2 separate regions of the Zea mays genome follow, and region 1 is linked to region 2. Evidence: chromatin contacts called from public Hi-C data. All regions are on one chromosome and are shown on one strand. The core of a region is the stretch at or near the end of the contact, and the rest is flanking DNA. Distances in the headings are between cores, read along the strand shown. Region 1 holds the start of LOC100216821. Region 2 holds the start of LOC103649017 (cytochrome b-c1 complex subunit 7).

Region 1 (2,700 bases), core at 154-2,653, 160 kb after region 2:
CCACGAAGCCCGCTGCCATGAACACCTCCATTAAGACCAGAGTAAATCACCGAGGAAGACGCCCCCCGGCGAGGAACATTCATGGGAATTGGCTTGATCTTCGCAATCGACGGAATCCGAAGTCCCCGAGGTCCTAACCTCCGCGGAGAAGACGAATACCACGAGCCCTGAAATTCTGAATTACTAAGAGAAGATCCTAGGCGTCTGAACGCAGAAATTCTAGCCTGATCCGGATGCCCAACACCGCAAGAGATCTCCTTTTTGTTGAGAATCGGGACCGCATTAGCACCAGAGAGAGGGAGCTTAACAATATCTGCGTAATATATACTCTTCTTGCCCCGAATAGTCAACCAGGAAGCATTCTCTTCACCAATAAATTTCTTGTACTCATGAATCCAATTAGGGCCACCATGATTCCAAAGATTGAAAAAGGCTCTGAATTCCACACGATCAATACACTTTGAATTGTAGATATGAAAATCCACAGCCTTAGAGGAAAACGAAAAACAGAAAACCCGATCAGAAAGCTGATGAACCTCAAAGCCTGTCGTAAATCCTCCCAGGGCAGCTTGGAGAAGGTAGCCAACAAAATCTGAGTTCAGCTTGAAAATGCATCTACCAAATGAAATCACCAACCAGAAAGTCGAGGGAAGGCTCGGACGAGCTGGATAAACCGAAGAGGCCAGACAGAGCCTGAGAGAATCCTCGAAGACGATCCCCGGCCGAAAATCCAATTTTGCTAGGTCCATTTAGGTGGAATTGAGAAGACCAGAGGGCAGGGAAGCAGGAGGAAGGAGATCACCTGAACCTAGAAACCGCCGAGGGGAAAAGGGGAGGAAGTCACCGCCACCACCACCAAACAGCTCCACCGACGACAAGCCACAACCAGATCACTGGTCGGGATCCGCCGTCGCGACGCCTCCACGAGGCAACGACACCTCAACGCTCATGGTTCCGTCCAACCTGTTGTGCTAATTTAGTTGTGCACATATGTAAAACGAGCTTGGGTCGACACGGTCCTGTTTCTAGGTCAGGCTAGCTATACAAACCCGACACGTTTAGGCTCACACCGTGCTAGTGATCTAAAGTCCCCGAGTCATTAAGGCCTGATCCGATTTGATAGACATGTCTATCGGCCTATGTCCTAAACGGGCCAAGTTTCACCAGCCTGAACCGGACGGCTCGTTTGGTCATATCTAGTGACCGGTTGATCTCTCGAGTTGGAGTAGAACTCCGCGCTGCTATAAATGTCAACGTAAATAAATAAACAACATAAATACCTGGTGGAATAACCTCTCTCAAAATAAAACCCGATAGAGATACAGAAGAAAAGAGAGAAAAAAACTAAGCTCGCCTGATCCTTTTTAAGAGACGGGACCCCTCACCACTCTGTAGGTCCCGAAGGCCCGAACCTTAGGATCGCCGGCGAACCACCGGAGCTGAGCCCCACAAACATCACTGTACCACACGGTTTGGTGGTGTGGCGACTGGCGACGAAGCGCACAAGAACAAAACAAGAGGGCGAGAAACATAGGGAGAAAGGAGGAGAGGAACGGAGAGCTGGAAAAGGCAGGAAAGACCCGGCTTTTGACCCCAAGTACCCTGTTGAGGGCAATGGCGGCCACCTCCGAGGAGGCAATCAAGCAGTTCTCGGCGCTCATGGAGCAGCGTGAGTCTTCTTCTCTTGTGCTCCTCCTCTTCTTTGCAAAGAACCAGGAAAAGATTCGCCTTTTTTCTTCTTCTTGGCCACTGAACTGCAGCAATTTCTTTCTTGCAGTAGAGGAGCCGCTAAAGAGCACATTCCAGGTGTCGATCTGCTCCGCTCGCTGTTCGGCTGTTCCTGTTGGATATCTGCCGTTTTGTGATTGATTTGGTTCTGGTTGTTTTCTGAACGAATACCCCGGCAGATTTTGCGCATGTTTTTCAAAGTCGAGTTTTGCTTTAGTTCTCGCATTTTTTGTGGACTTGGGGTGCTGCTGAGCGCTTCAACATAAAAAAATCTGAAGAACTGCGAGTTAGTCTGTTGCCCTGTTAGCTGCGTAGGGCTTAGATCTTTGGTTTTCATTATGTCCAGAGCTCAATTTCGCTGACCTTTTACTGCCGATCTCGTTGGAATTTCCATCGAATTGAAAATTGAGCATGCTTTAATTTCTTTCGTTTCCTGCCCCCGCTACTTATTTCTGTTATTTGGTCTGGCGTACATCAAATTTGGATCTTAGACTTCTTGTTTTGATTCTTTTCATGAGAGAAGCTCATTTTACGGCTTGTGCTCGAGTATACTTTTTGTCTGTGCTCATTATTTCGAATTTTCGGCAGAGGTAGAATTTTGGCCTTTTCCCTCGACTTTCTTGTGTTGTGGATTGAAGTGATTTTGAGCTCTCAACTTGGTTCTGTAAAGAACGTCTTTTTGTTGCCGTAAAGCTTAATAAACTTGTTCTGTGTCTGAGTGTTTTTGGAATAATCAATTTGGTGCTTTTAGAAACACCTTTATGATTTCGAAAATGAACTTTTCCTTTTTTGTTTGGGTTGCATACTGAGATATTTGTTTCGATATGTCACGAGGTATATAGATGAAAGTAGTACTCTGGTTGGGTCCTCACTGCAACTGCAATTTTGGTACAAGTTGTGGTGTCGATGTCATGTGCTGTTCCCAGTTCACCATTTGGAGCCCAAATACTCCTCCTCATGTTTGACTCGCAA
Region 2 (2,700 bases), core at 197-2,696:
CAGTTTCTTAAAAACCAAGAAGCTAGCCTCTCCTAGCTAAAAAATAAAAAATTGTTTCTTAAAAATTGTGTTGCTTCCAAACAAGGCCTAATCGGAATAGGGAAGTAGAGGAAAAGAGGACAGATCGGAGAAGTGGAAGTAGGAACAGAGAAAAGGAATGAGAGGAGTTCTGTTGATAATTCTCATTATGCATACCCTCCTCTTCTACAAGACAGAGTATATGTATCTCCATACAAGCCAGCTGTGAAGCCCAGCTCCCATCCACGCACGCAGGCGCCACACCACCACTACTTACATCCGGTCCGGTCCACATACACGGGCGTTCGGACGGTGCACTTGGATAGGATGCTTTCGGGCCACACTCATGCCACTACCAGGATCAGCGACCAGCACTTTCTGAGACTTAGCTAGAAAACATCCACCACACTACTATACTAGTACTACATGAGGTGGTTCCAAACATACCAGCTTATGCCTCAATTTATAAAAATTGGATTCACAGTTTCTTAAAAACCAAGAAGCTAGCCCCTCCTAGCTAAAAATAAAAACTTTATTTTCCGAAAACACATGAGAACTACGTATCATTATATTAAGAAGAAAAGATAAGATAAAAAGGAGAAAACCTCTTACAATTCCGCACGAACCCACACACACTAGAAGATAGGTAAAAATAAAAACTGGTTTCTTAAAACCTGAGTTTCTTCCAAACAGAACCTCAATATAATCATTCAATATTTGCTCATCAAATTATACTCATCCACCTAAACTCAATATGGCAACCGAACCGAACCACCACATGAATGGAATTGTCTAAAACTAAATTCGGTTTCTTCCCCAATTCGTATATAATAACAAATACAAATTACAGAGGGAGGAACAAGCATGAATCCTGACCTGGACGTCGTCGGGTAGGTACTGGTGCTTCATGGAGAGGTCCATGGCCCGCTTGAGGCGCTGGTTACGGGCGTCCACCACCTCCCGCGGCAGCCGCGCCAGCGCCTCCTTGATGTCTAGGTCGTGGTACGGGTCGTAGAGGTCGTCATACCTGAGCCCTGCGCCGACGACAGCAAGGAAACCGATCAGGACCGCCGGCGAACCTCGCTAGCAGGCAGCCGCTGCCGGCTGATTCGATCGTCACCAAATCCTAGGCACAGTGCGGGCGCGCGGAAGAGGAGGGAACGGACCGTATTTGCGGAGGCGGGAGGCGACGGCGTTCCGGTGGAGACGCGCGAGCGGATTCCTCCGCGGGTTCACGAACCACGCCGACAGCTTGGAGAGCATCTCCTCGAGCTTCTAGGAGGTTCGCAGCCTTGTGATGTTCGGCGGGCTTCCTGTCTGTTTGAGTGTTTGGTGCTTGTGCTTGGTTTAGGTAGTTTTGAGTAGAGCAGGTAGGGCCGTAGTAGAGATTTTTTGGGGACGGAGAAGCATCGGGAGGATGGGCATAAGTGGGCCAGGACCAGGCCGACGGCCGGCCCATTTTAGCAAGCACAGAACAGTGTGCCTCGTGCTCGGAACTCCGTTTCATACGGATTATATAGGTGTACATTTGTGCTGTGCCTAATACGCCGGCCCAAAGCACACAATTTCTGGCACGGCATAGATCTGGCACGATCCAACCTAATTGTGGGTCTGGGTCGGCACGGCCCAATATGTGGGTCGTGCGTGGGCCTCAAGTCAAGCCCATAGGCTGGTCTGGCACGACCCATTTAACTAAGGCTCATCGAGGCCCAATAAATATAGACTTAGTATTTAACTAAGGCCCGTCAAAACCTACATTACCAGCATAATTTGGAGAGTCTAGAGCTTCAATAGACCTTCGAAAACCAATACCTAGATGGGTATAGTAAATAGTGATGATGGTCATTATATATGTATTCTGTATGGTTGTATAGTACTCAATTAAACACTGAACAGAGAACTGAATATTATTTCTAAGCTAATTGTAATATTTTTTTTCTTTTCGACCAAAGGGTAATGTGCATCCACAAAACATCTTAGTTTTATTTTGGTCATATATATTTTATACTTTTTGTCTTTGTATTACTGTTGTATGTATATGGGTCGGTCTGGCATATTAAGGCATTTTGGGCTATTTGGGTCTGTCGGAGAGGAAATTCTCCGGCCGGGTGGCGGAACGCACCCGCCCTAAATCCTAAGATAAGGAGGGGCCTAAGCGTTTTGCCTGTCTACTAAGCGATGAACGAACACAAGAACACACAAGGGTTTAGAGTGGTTCGGGCCGCCGGAGCGTAATACCCTACTCTATTGTGTGATGTATTGAGCTTGTGAGCTTGTATGAACTTGTGAGTCTGAGAGTCTAAGTGTGTCTGAGTGAGCTTCATTGTATTGTTGCGTGCCTCCCCTTTAATAGCTCAAGGGGCACGTACATGAGTGATGAGCCCCGACATGCGGGCCCAGGAACATAACAGACGTAATGCTTGGAGCAACTAATCCTAGTCGCCAGTGCAATCTCCTTGCGCTCTAATATCCGCGGTCTGCGTAGCATTGGCGTGCAGCGGAAGCTTCCCTGGCAACGTACGAGTGATGATGAGCACAGTGGAGTGGACAGGGCACATTAAATGCTGAGGCGGCACATCGCCTGCCAGCGGAGTGGACAGGGCTCATTAAATGCTGAGGCGACACATCACATGCTAGTTTGACAGGCGGTGTGCCTCATCCGCAATAAATGCGGAGGACGCG

What was found. A called contact is a pair of places that touch in the nucleus more often than the background predicts.
Region 1: a contact with region 2 is called in a Hi-C map of leaf, with 7 times the contacts expected there. The contact joins the promoter of LOC100216821 here to the promoter of LOC103649017 in region 2. A contact is called at or near these places in 7 of 25 Hi-C or Micro-C datasets (bundle sheath, ear, endosperm and 2 more) and 1 of 3 datasets of contacts at active chromatin or transcription factors (leaf).

The regions. Positions count from the first base shown.
Region 1 is chr2:159,161,553-159,164,252 of Zm-B73-REFERENCE-NAM-5.0, forward strand. LOC100216821 reads left to right here and starts at 1,404. Exons shown (of 11, transcript NM_001143217.1): 1 at 1,404-1,669; 2 at 1,778-1,806. The coding sequence starts at 1,615.
Region 2 is chr2:159,004,164-159,006,863 of Zm-B73-REFERENCE-NAM-5.0, forward strand. LOC103649017 (cytochrome b-c1 complex subunit 7) reads right to left here and starts at 1,447. Exons shown (of 4, transcript XM_008673370.4): 1 at 1,185-1,447; 2 at 895-1,052. The coding sequence starts at 1,281.